2 separate regions of the Ovis aries genome follow, and region 1 is linked to region 2. A link is a contact called in public Hi-C data. All regions are on one chromosome and are shown on one strand. Each heading gives the region's core, a stretch centred on a gene start, on an enhancer-like site or on the middle of the called end of the contact. The rest is flanking DNA. Distances are from core to core; before and after follow the strand shown.

What was found. Hi-C and Micro-C count contacts between places; a contact is called where the count stands out from the background.
Region 1: a contact with region 2 is called in a Hi-C map of liver, with 5 times the contacts expected there. The contact joins two enhancer-like sites. A contact is called at or near these places in 2 of 16 Hi-C or Micro-C datasets (liver and mixed tissues).

What each region holds. Positions count from the first base shown.
Region 1 is chr10:55,970,144-55,977,156 of ARS-UI_Ramb_v3.0, reverse strand. The region is part of intron 1 of LOC132657264 (a long non-coding RNA gene); the gene reads right to left. Among named protein-coding and RNA genes, the nearest start is that of SPRY2, 27 kb to the right of the region's middle. Within about 2 kb of position 4,621, at least 2 of the 54 cell types and tissues checked have an H3K27ac peak or open chromatin away from gene starts, as enhancers often do. A contact at or near this core is called in liver, where this site is marked.
Region 2 is chr10:55,472,313-55,478,498 of ARS-UI_Ramb_v3.0, reverse strand. No RefSeq gene overlaps it. Among named protein-coding and RNA genes, the nearest start is that of NDFIP2, 280 kb to the right of the region's middle. Within about 2 kb of position 3,253, at least 2 of the 54 cell types and tissues checked have an H3K27ac peak or open chromatin away from gene starts, as enhancers often do. A contact at or near this core is called in liver, where this site is marked.

The sequences.
Region 1 (7,013 bases), core at 3,372-5,871, 500 kb before region 2:
TGGACCCAGGGATCGAACCTGGGTCTTCTGTACAGTAGGCAGATTCTTCGCCAAGTGAGCAACCTTAAGATATGACTTTATTAAAAAATCATATTCCTTTATTAAAAAATCAGCCCCACCCATCATTCTTATTTTTCCTCCACCTTACTAGGGAATGAACTAAATTCTCTTTAGGCCCACAGTGCATGAAGGTATCTCTAGCTGGTGAAGGAGAATCTCCTCACCCTCCTCTCTCTCCTTTGGCCCCCCAGACAAGACTGCTGGCAGGATCTGCTTAGTTACACCACTTGAGAAGTCATAGGAGAACTATGTGGTGACAAGTGCTGGAGGGCAGCTATCCCTGACAGCAGCCCCCAACCCCCCACCAGCAGTCCCAGACATTCCATCTCTCTGGGAAGTGCAGCCAAGATGTTTGGGTGAACCAGGTAAGGTGATGTGGAGAGCAAAGTTAGTCTTAAGTACATGGTTCTTCTTCAGGAAAGTCAGAAGAGGAATTGGAGGGAGAGAGAGAGAGCACCTCAGCAGATGTGTGCTGTGCTTAGTCACTCAGTCATGTCCAACTCTTCAAGATCCCATGGACTGAACCCACAAGGCTCCTCTGTCCATGTGGATTTTCCAGGCAAGAATACTGGAGTGGGTTGACATGCCCTCCTCCAAGGGATCTTCCCAATCCAGGGATCAAACCCAGGTCTCCCACATTGCAGGTAGATTCTTTACCATCTGAGCCACTAGGAAAGCCCAAGAATACTGGAGTGGGTAGCCTATCCCTTCTCCAGGGAATCTTCCCCACCCAGGAATCAAACCAGGATTTCCTGCATTGCAGGCGGATTCTTTACCAGCTGAGCTACCAGGAAAGCTCACCTCACTAGGTATTTATCCAATAATAGGAGAAAATATGCTCCTACTGCAACTCTAAAAAAAAAAAAAAGAAAAAAGAGTTCTTTAGAAAAATCTCATCCTCAAATGTATATGCTTATTTCCTTTCACACACAGAAAAAAAAAAAAAAAAAAATGTGAACAGACAAAATGACATCTCCCAAATCATGGAACATCTGAAAGTAGGGATTACAAGGGGTAGGGAATGGTCTTCTACTATAACTGAGCAGGACCCTATGGGGCCTTCCCAGAACCAACTCCCCACTCCCCACCATGTACTCCACCTGCCCATTGTCCATAGAGAAACTTTAGCCTCCTAGGACTTCCCTGAGTCCCATATATTAAATTTAATCAGAGAAGGGGGGAAAAACATGTAGAAAGAAAATGAATAAGACAAAATAATAATACTTTAGCCATTAAACAAAGTCAAAGATCTTTAATTCCTCCTCAAGGGCTCTGCAATGCAGGAGACCTGGGTTCAATCCCTAGGTTGCGAAAATCCCCTGGAAAAGGAAATGGCAACACATTCCAGTATCTTCGCCTGGAAAATTCCATTGACAGAGGAGCCTGGCAGGCTATAACCTTAAATAATCTAAGTAATAGCATTTCATTGCACAAATTTAAAGATATTTTGTGTCCATGGGGTCACAGAGTCAGACACAACTGAGCGACTAACACACACATACACGTAAGGGTAAAGAATCTGGCTGTAGTGCAGGAGACCTAGGCTTGATCCCTGGGTCAGGAAGATCCCCTGGAGAAGGGAATGGCAACCCTCTCCAGTATTCCTGCCTGGGGAAATCCCATGGGCAGAGGAGCCTGGTGGGCTATAGTTCATGGGGTCACAAAAAATCGGACACAACTGTGTGACTAACTTTCACTTTCAAGGGCTCTAGATAATATTCTGAGCCATGACCTTAGAGCTGTTTTGCAGATACTGAAACCCCCACCAGGAGCAAGAAGTTAACTATATGCTGCCCACAAGCCTGTGGACCCTAGATGGGTTGGAGCTAGCAGGTTGATGATAGTGACTCCTGATCACGTCACCACCAACCAATCAGAATGTTCACAAGCTGATAACAAACCCCCCAAATCCCATCTCCCTCACCCTGTCTTTAAAAATCTTTCCCTGAAAGCCTCCAGGAGTTGGGGCCTTTTAAGCACTAGCTGCCTGCATTCCTTGCTTCGCAACCTGCAATAAACACTACTCTTTGTTTCACCACAACCCAGTGTCAGTATATTTGCTTTACTGCAGGTAAGCAGACCTAGGTCTGGTTTGGTAACAACTTTCCTTTCCCTTTTTTGGCCATCTTGAGTGGCACATGGGATGTGAGTTCCCTTGACCAGGGATCAAACCCATGTTCCTGCAGTCCAAGACCACTAAGGAAGTCCCTATTTTTCTTTCTAAAATGTGTCATTTCTAATCCACTAATAAGAACCAAGTATCTGGAAAGATAATAGAGAAAACAGATCGTATTCCCGTCATAAAGCAGAGAGAATAAAATCTGGTTGTGCCCATTGTTACTTACAGAAAAAAAAATTTCATTTAAAAATAGATTTAGCTTAAATACAAAATGCCTTACTATACATACCCTTCTTATAAATTAGAATCTAGAGCAAAAAAAAAAAAAGAAAGAAAGCAAATGGAAAATAATTTGAACAAATGTGCAGTTTAGGCTTTTACAATAATGTGTTGCTTTCTGTATAGCATACTATCCCTGCATCATCACACAAGAAAATTTAACTGAACCTGCGAAAAATGACTAATTCTACCTATTTCTTAAAAATAATGAATGACATTTGTTAACATTTAAAGCTGAATGTTAAATATGCCTTGGATAAAACTGAACAGCAATTTAAAATTGATTATATCACCCACTGTTACTATGATATACAGTTGGCAATCCTATATACATCCAGTAGCAATGGAAACTCCCCAAGGAGCCTATACATGGAAGGAAAAACCCCTGCACATGTGTATCAAGTAACATTTTCAAGTCATGCTACGCAAATATATGTATTATAGTATGTTGGATGTGAATTTTAAACTTGATTTCAGTTTTTTTAATTGTTTTTATTTATTTTTTCTATGCTTCCTTTTTTAAACCTGTATATGTATATTTTCCTTCCATTTTAAAAATAACCTAAGTAATAGCATTTCATTACACAAATTTAAACAATACCAGAGTCCCTCAGACAGTAAGGAGAGCAAACCAGACAATCCTAAAGGAAATCAACCCCAAACATCGTTGGAAGAATTGATGCTGAAGTTGAGCTCCCACACTTTGACCACCTGATGCAAAGAGCTGACTCTGGAAAAGACCCTGACGCTGGGAAAGATTGAGGGCAAGAGGAGAAGGGGGCAACAAAGAATGAACAGGTTGGATGGCATCATTGACTGAATGAACACGAGTTTGAGCAAACTCTGGAGATAGTGAAGGACGAGGAGACCTGGTATACCGCAGTTCATGGGGTCGCAGAGTCAGACACGACTTTGCAACTGAACAACAAGAATATACAACAGTAGAAAAGGAAAGTCCCCAGCAAGATCACTAATAAGACCAGAGTCTTTCATGCAAACACGGTTTAGGCTGCCTGCCTTCAAGCTCCTCCAACTCAGCTACTTGCTACCAGTGTGATGTTGGCATAGTCACTTCTATCTGTAAAAAGAAATAGATAAGAAAGGTAAAAATCCTTTCTCAAAATGTTATGAGCAATTCATGTTGATATTTGGCAGAAACAAATAAAATTCTGTAAAGCAATTATCCTTCAATTAAAAACTAAATTAAAAAAAATTTTTTTAATATGAGCAGTAAGTAAAATCATCCACATGAAACATATAGTAGGTTCCCAGCTACACTTAAAGCCCAATGAATACTAGCTTATTATCATCATCATCACCATCATTAGTATTAACATGTTTAATGGGCAACTACTTCAATGGTTTGATTTAATTTTCAAAGTTACTTCACTACTCCTAGTGACTTGAAGATCTCAGTTCACTTTCCCTTGACAGATTCTTAGACCTATTTCTGTAAAGTCACAGGAACCAAGTTCTGTGGATTATAACTAAAGCCCAAGATAAATAGAAGCAGACTATTAAGTCAATATCTGCTCTCTTTTCCTACTAACTCTTGGAATTTTCCTCTCACCAAGCATTCATTTCCTGCCCCTGAGAGTTCTATTCGCAAATAGATTTTCCTGGACAATTCTATCATAGATTAGAAAGGCTGTGTAAATACAGCATTCTCAGTTGGTATGCAATGGGAATCTACCTTCTCTGCTCCTCAAGTTCAACATCTTCTACCCTCAAGAATCCAACCCCATAAATGCATTCACTCTCTACATTCCACTGGGGTCTCCACAAACTGCTCAATACTCCCTTCTTATAATCCCTTATAACTATGTAAGGTACTATAACATCTTGAAAGAACCTATTGCTGACATTTCACCTTTGCTTCCTCATGCCTGACATGCCCTGACACTCCTCCAGTCTGCAGGTTGCAAACATGAGCTGTGTGTCACAATCTATCCTGGTGTATGTTTCTACAATCAGTTCTGCTAGAACGCTTATTTTGAAAACGTGAATTTGTTCCAACGTGACTGACAAATTAGAGAAGTCTGTAGCACAGCGCTAATTTTGTATTTGTGCCAATTTCATCTCTAGGCCAACACAGAAAACTGCACCTAGCTGAACTGAGCTTTGTGCAAGTCAACAAAAGGCACGCATGCGCACATTTCTTCCGAACAATGAACTCTACCTTTGCTGTTGACTTTACTGTTCCAACTCTCTCCTGGCTTCCCTGATATCTCAGCTGGTAAAGAATTCACCTGCAATGCGGGAGACCTGGGTTCCACCCCTGGGTTGAGAAGATCCCCTGGAGAAGGGAATGGCTACCCACTCCAATATTCTGGCCTGGAGAATTCCATGGACTGTATGGGGTCGTAAAGAGCCCAACAGGACTGAGCGACTTTCACTTTCACTTCCCAACTTTCTCCTTGTGCTCTTCCAACATTCCATCTGAGTTCAGGTAACCTCCCAATCACACGCCACAACCCCGCTGACTGGCAATCAGCCTCATGCCCTCCCTTCTCTTTCATTTTTCCCCTTCTTTCCTCTCAGCCTCTTTTGTGTTTTTCCTGTCTGTTCTCTGTTATTTTTCTCCTTCTCTTTCTCTCAGTCTTTTTCTGCTTTCCTAACAAGTTCTCATCCTCTGACACAGACAGTGGAGGCCAGAGGAACAAGGCAGGCATTGGAGGTGGGCAGTTGTAGAGCTCCACCCCTACAGACAAATGAGACATTTTCAGGGTCAAGCACCGTATTTATTGTAATACTGGCATATTTCTTAACCACTCGCCATGGACAGAACCATGCTACCATGTTTACTATGTTTCTTCACAGGTCACTGATGAAACTGTTGAAAGTCTACTCCAGTGCCAGCCCTGTGGCTTCTATGACATGATTTTGCACAGTAAGGCAAGTCTTAGGGACACATCTGTTGGCTGTAACAGAATTGACAGTATCTATCTCTCTCCGATCTATTGAGCTTTTATCAGAGTATCAAAGAAATGCATCATTATTCAAAAAAGGTTACGAACTATTGGTCTACAGGAGTTTCCATCAACAGAAATGGGAGCCATATATGTAAATTAATATTTTTCAGTGGTAAAAAGTAAAAGGAAACAGAAATTAATGAAAAGAAATTAATTTCAATAATGTTTATTTAACCACTGTTGTCATTTTAATGTATAATACAAAAATATGCAAATGAGCTAGTTCACCATCAATTTTTTTTTCCTCCATACTAAGTCACTGAAATCTAGCTTGTATTCAGGACATTTCAGCCACATGTGACTAATGGCTACTGTTAACAGAGAAGGTAGGTCTAAAGAAGTCTACCTCTCTGATCAGAAGAGAATGAAAAGCAAAGAAGATTCTGATAATATAAATAAAGCAAAAAAGTAGCTTTGGCTAAAAAGGACCTAAAATAAATCTACCAGCTCTTGTATGCATCCTAGCTTCGTTTAGATCAATGCCTTGGCTGTGTCAAATTTTATGTGGTCAGTCCAAGGGTGGAAAAAATGCACTTCCATTTAAGTACATATCTATTTGCTGGGGAACTCCTGGGGTATAAAAAGAGTTTTCTCTTTCCAGATTGCTTCTCCTAGACTATAAGGTTTATGAACACATGAGTACTCTTAGACTAAAAGTTCTTCCAACAGTAAAAACCATGGCTTTTAAAACCACCATGGTGGGATGATTTGGGAGAATGGCATTGAAACATGTATACTATCATGTAAGAAACGAATTGCCAGTCTATGTCTGATGCAGGATACAGGATGCTTGGGGCTGATGCACAGGGATGACCTAGAGAGATGTTATGGGGAGGGAGGTGGGAGGGGGGTTCATGTTTGGGAACGCATGTACACCCGTGGTGGATTCATATCAATGTATGGCAAAACCAATACAGTATTGCAAAGTAAAATAAAGTAAAAATAAAAATTAAATAAATAAATAAATAAATAAAACCACTATCATGAACAAAACAAGAAAAAGAAACACATATAATTTTAAGTTGATTCATTCAGGACTAGTAATACATAAAGTATATATCAATAAAGAAGTCCATTCATAAATAATCTAATTTAGACTTTCAATGTGGAGAAGGAAATGGCAACCCACTCCAGTGTTCTTGCCTGGAGAATCCCATGGACGGAGGAGCCTGGCAGGCTGCCGTCTACAGGGTCACACAGAGTCAGACACGACTGAAGTGACTTAGCAGCAGCAGCAGCAGACTTTCAATGAAAAGTTTTATACATTCAGTTGTTTCTAAATATTGGGTCGATTATCATCAGCAAAACATACTCATAGTATTTGAAGTTTTTCAGGGCAATTCATTCTTCAAGGGAAATACCATACAAAACCCAAATATGTAAAATCAAAGCTCCTTTCCCTCCCATACTCTCATGTAGAAACTCAGGGGATTTGCTCTATAGAGCATATTGGAAAAAACAAACTAAGTCCTAACATCTCTGTCATTTAGAAGAATCTGGGTAAAATCAAGTTAAAGTTCTTAGGGTAATGCAAAAGATCTGAAAAAACAGTCCTGCATATAAGAAATTTAAAATATATCACC
Region 2 (6,186 bases), core at 2,004-4,503:
CCATTGTTTCAGGAAACCTTTCTCCCTCCACTCTCTCCCAAATAAGTAATGTGGTTCTCTTGCCTTCTTCTTCACCACAATTACTATCATTCTGTATTTTCAAAACTACACATTATAGTGGCCTCTGAAGGTTCTACTTTCTTCCAGTCATAGAAATCTCTGAATACTTTTCCACATTGCTGCCAGGTTGATCTTTCTAAACATGAACTTCATCATAGTATTTCCTAGCTTAGAGGCTTTTAATGATTCTCTTTCCCATAGGACAAAACTCAGACTCATTATAACATGCAGCAATCTGAACACTATTTACTTCTCCAGACTTAAATCTCCTGTTTCTCAATTTTCACTCTTTATGCTATAGCAAGGCCTACCCAGGTAGTTCAGGGGTAAAGAATTTGCCTGCCAATGCAGGAGACTCAGACCTGGATTGGATCCCTGGATCAGGAGGATCCCCTGTAGGAGGGCATGGCAACCCACTCCAGTTTTCTTGCCTGGAAAATCCCATGGATAGAAGAGTCTGGTGGGCTACGGTCCATGGGGTCACAAAGAGTTGGACATAACTGAGTATGCCTTAACAGAGCCTCATAATTTTTTCCACACAGACTACTGGGTATTTTGTTATTGTCTTTTCCCACAAATTCTTTTTCCTCCTTGTCTATCTGGAGAGCTTCCCTACACTCAACCCTGATGATAATTACCCTGTGACCCTGTGTTTGATCATCTACCTTTTTTGGCCTGCTCCACTCCAGACAAAAGTAATTACTTTCTTCTCCTGCTACTACAAAATTGTGCTTATATTATTTGTTATCACAATATATTTCATTAATTAGATTTTTCTACTAGATTGTGAATGCTCTAAAGACAGGACTTATGTCATGGTTAAGAGTATGGACTCTGGAGAGAAGATATGGATTCAAATCTTATCTCTCCTACTCACTAGCTGAGTGATCTTGTATATCAATTAGCTGTTACTACAAGAATGCAGCAACAACAAATTCTCAGTGGTATGTAACAATTCTTTTTTGCTCAGTTTATGGGTTGACTGGCAGTTTGGCTAATTTAAGTCAGTCTTGGCTGATCTTGGTTGGGTTTGTTTATGCATTAGTGGTCAGGTGCATCAGCTGGGACTGAATTGTCTGGGATGGCCTCAGCTAGGATAACTCATTTCTACCCTTCTCTCATCCTCTAGCAGATTTTCCTAGATTGTCCTCATGGTGGGAGCAGAGTTTCAAGAGACCTGCAGGGATATACATGGCCTCATGAGGCCTAGACTGAGAACTAGCTCCATGCTATATTTATTCCAATCAATTGGCCAAACCGAAAGGGCTTCCCTGATGACTCAGGGGGTAAGGAATTCACCTGCAATGCAGGAGACATGGAAGATGTAGGTTCAATCCCTGGGTCAGGAAGATCCCCTGGAGAAGGAAATGGCAACCCACTCCAGTTTTCTTGCCAGAAAAATCCCATGGACAGAGGAGCCTGGAGGGTTACAGTCCATGGGGCCGCAAAAGTTGGACATGACTGAGCTACTAAGTACACACAGCATATCAGCCAAACCAAATACAGTCCAAATTCAAAACATTGGGAAATAGACTCCAAACACCCTAGAAAAGATGCAGAGACACATTGTAAACAGCATAGATATAGGGAGGTCATTAACTGGAGCCACTTTTGCAAGGAATTATCTCATTTTAGGCAACTACCACTTTAATAATCAACAAACTTTTGAAAAGCATTTATTACCATGTCCTGTTTCAGATGCCACAGTAAACAATACTACCAAAAATCCAATCCTCAAAAAGCTTGAGTTCTTGAGGGGTAGAGAGGGAATAAATTTAAAAAGAAAATAAAGCATATCATTTGTTGGTAGTAAGAAGGGTTGAGAAGTCAGTGAAATATGTACATACTGCTACATTGAAAATGGATAACCAACAAGGACGTACTGTATAGCAGAGGAAATTCTGCTCCATGTTATGCTAAGTGCTAGTGCTAAGTCACTTCAGTCATGTCTGACTCTTTTGTGACCCCATGGACTGTAGCTCACCAGACTTCTCTATCCATGGGATTTTCTAGGCAAGAATACTGGAGTGGGTTGCCTGTCCTCCTCCAGGGGATCTTCCCAACCCAGGAATTGAACCTGTGTCTCTCATGTTGCCTGAAATGGCAGGCAGGTTCTTTACCACTAGGAAGCCCCTGCTCCATATTATGTAACGTCCTAAATGGGGAAATAATTTGAAAAAGAACAGACACCTGTATAACTGAATCACTTCACTGTACACTCAAAACTATCACAACATTGTAAATCAACTATACTCTAATATAAAAAATATGAAAGTTTTAAAATTTTTATCTTAAAAAAAAGAAGTGAGTTTAAAAAAGGGAAAGTGGAAATGAAAGGTTGAATGTAGGGGACTTTTTAGATTGAGTGGCCAAAGAAAGGGATGGGAAGGGGTAAGAGCACGAACCATGAGGATGGGGGGTCCCTGCGAGGTGAGTTTCCCAGGCAGGGAGGCGGGAGTGTGCTTGGCGCTTCCCACACATAGTGAGGCCAGTGTGGCTGGAGGATGCAGAGCATCGGGGTGAAAGCGGGGAGAAGATATGCGGTGAGAGGGGATGGTGTGGCCAGGAGGAGTCTGTCTTTTACGCTAAGTTAGATGGGAAAGCCATTGCAGAGTCTGCATGAGAAATGACATAATTGACTTAACAGAACAAGGAAGGCCGCTGCCAAAAATAGACTGCAGGGAGCACTGGGCAGAAGAAGGAAGAGCAATTAGGAGCCTATTACCACAATGCTTTGCTATCCCACGCAGACCTCACATTCTCCAGAGCCAAATCTGCCTGCATACCCAGAGCCACCCAGTCTTTTTTGGTTTCTCTCACTGCCCACTCTTTCCTCCTCTCCTTCCTGTGCTTTTTATAGAAGTGACATAACCCAGCTTTGGGTCCTATTTCTAATACATGCTCTCAGCTGCCACCCCAGGGCGAAGGTCTTCATCGGCACGTGGTTTCTCAGGAAAATGCTTGGAACGTTTTGCAAACGCACCTCTGAAATATGAAATAACAGAATAAAGTCAACTTCTTTGTATTGTTTAAGGCAATTTGAGACATTCTACAGACAAGGGGATGTAAAAGAAAGAAAATTTGTAATAGAAAGTTCAACATGTCCTGCTATGTTTAAAGTGGATAGCCAACAAGAGCCTGCAGTATAGTACATAGAACTCTGCTCAGTGATGTGTGGTAGCCTGGATGGGAGGTGGGTTTGGGGGAGAATGGACACATGTGTATGTACGGTTGGGTCCCTTTGCTGTTCACCTGAGACTGTCACAACATTGTTTGTTAATTAGCTATATCCCAATACAAAATGAAAAGCTTAAAAAAAATTAAAGTTCAACATTCCGTTTGAGTCCAAAGGGCATGCCTACTAATTGTGTCACCTTAGGGAAACAGTAAAACTGGACTCTGCCTCCCATACCATCCCAAAAATGGGGGTAAAAATACTGATTATGATGGATGAGGGCAAAGATTAAATGAAAGAGTGTGTGCAGTCCCAGAGTAGCGTCTAACATCTATGCTAATTTCCTCCTTTTCAAAATGGGCAGTGTGGGGATGGGAGAGATTTTATGTGTGAGTTAAGTTACAAAAAGATAGAATTTAAACTCAGTGAATGCTAGGGTGGGGAGAATTCTTTCCCTATCACTGAATCTGAGTAAAGATGGACTGAGAGTAGGTGTCAGATTGTAGCTCACTGGAGTACTTTTGGGTGGTTTGGAAATTTTTCAACTCTGAAAAAATTGATTGCCCCCAAATAACCCACCATTTGCCTCGGCCCTGGGCTGACTGCAGCCCAGCGTTTGCCACAGCTGAAGCACTGTTTTAGACCTCAATGTGTTAAGGCCTTTGAGATTAGCCTCCACTTTGCCCTTGGAGCCCCTGCTTTATTGCTAGGGTCCTTAACGTGTCAGGCACTTTTCCTCCCTTTCTCGCAGATATTTCCACTGACCTTACCTGAGCCTATCAGTCTGCAAGGTAAACTCTGAGGTAGAACACAGTATCACAAGCTCCCACTGCCTCCAGTATAAACGTATAAACAACAAAGAATAGGCAAGACTAACAAAACAATGAATACAAATTACTACAATTATAGAAATCACACAATGTGCAGCTCAAAAAAAAAAACACTTATAAAAGCTCTTGGCTGCTTTTAGAAATTGTATTAGTATCTAGTCCACCCAAACCACTTGATTGGACTGTGCATGTATGTGCCTGTATGTGCACACACACACCCATGTTCTCAGTTGTGTCCAGCTCTTTGCGACTCCATAGACTGTACCTTGCCAGGCTCCTCTGCCCATGGAATTGTTCAAGCAAGAATACTGGAGTAGGTTGCCATTTCCTCCTCCAGGGGATCTTCCTGACCCAGGGATTGAACTTGCACCTCCTGCATTAGCAGGCATTTCTTTACCACTGGTGCCACCTGGGAAGCCCTACATGGTCTTATAAAAATTTTGGTGCCATGATTTCCTCTAACCCCTAGTCCCTCAATTAACTGTTAGGGAAACAGTTGATGTTAATAATATCAGTAATAGTTCATATGTTTTGAGTCCTTAGTATTGCTGAAGTGTACATGCGTATACATACCCATTTAATCGTTACAATACACTATGAATTAAGTACCATTAACTTTACCCCTTCCCTGGTGGCTCAGACAGTAAAGCATCTGCCTAAAATGCAGGAAACCCAGGTTTGATCCCTGGGTTGGGAAGATCTCCTGGGAGAAGGAAATGGCAACCCACTCCAGTACTCTTGCCTGGAAAATCCCATGGACAGAGGAGCCTGGTAGGCTACAGTCCATGGGGTCGCAAAGAGTTGGACATGACTGAGCGACTTCATATTCACTCACTAACTTTACCCCTATTTAGTAGACTAGGAGTCTTAGTGAGGCATAGAAAATTTAAGTTACTTAACTAAGGTCTGCTTCGCAGGTAGGTGGCATGATGGAGGGTTGTTTCCAAGACGTCTGTTTCCAGATTCTGGGCACCTCCCTGCCTATCAGACATGAATGTGACCCAATATCATTGTGATGGAAAAAAACAAAGTCAAATGGTAATATCTGAATGGCACTCAGGAAGATGTTTCTCTCTCTACCACATTGTCGAGAATGTAAATTTCTAGTGGCAATTGGTGCATTCTCTTCCTCTGGAGTATAAAAGGTGGAAAAAAAACACAAACAGGTTGGTGAAGGCAAAATTGGAGAATTCACTGCATTCAAGAAACATTTTCTGATTTTTTTAAAAAAAGAGCTAACTGGAAATCATTTAAAAATAAATTTACATGCTTTTTTATCTAATTAACCATTTAAGAGTAAAAATATAAAAAAATTAGGGTAGTTTTGTGATGAGTGATAGAAATGTAAATAAATCTTAATTACTGAAAAGAATAAAATTATGTTTAGTAATGTAACGTAATCATGATTAGTCTCTTGTACTTCTGATGACAGGAAAATAACTCAGTACTCTTTGAGGGGCAGTCAACTAACTTCACTTACAACACTTTGCATTAGTGTTTTTCTTCACTTTCTTTCTTTCTTCCCCTAAATGGAATGATTTCTTTTTTCAGTTATGAAAAGGATCATTTTCCTTATGAGTGAAAAATTTTGATTTTGAATTGTTACTTACCTATCTTCTAAAAATGTTCTTATAATCTTGAATGCAGAAGACACTCAACATTTAGAGAAATATTTGCCCCAAACATTGCATAAGGCAGTCTAATTAGTATCTGTAGTTTGAGCTCCTCTGATGAGTATAAAAACAAAAACAGTTAGAAGCAGATTCAGGGGTAAGCTAGTGGAGGTGATGGAATTCAGTTGAGCTTTTAAAATCCTAAAAGACAATGCTGTTAAAGTGCTGCACTCAATATGCCAGCAAATTTGGAAAACTCAGCAGTGGCCACAGGACTGGAAAAGGTCAGTTTTCATTCCAATCCCCAAAAAAGGCAATGCCAAAGAATGTTCAAACTACCGCAGAATTGCATTCATCTCACACACTAGCAAAGTAATGCTTAAGATTCTCCAGGCCAGGCTTCAGTGGTATGTGAATTTAGAAGCTGGATTTAGAAAAGGCAGAGGAACCAGAGATCAAATTGCCAACATCCCTTGGATCATCAAAAAAGCAAGAGTGTTCCAGAAAA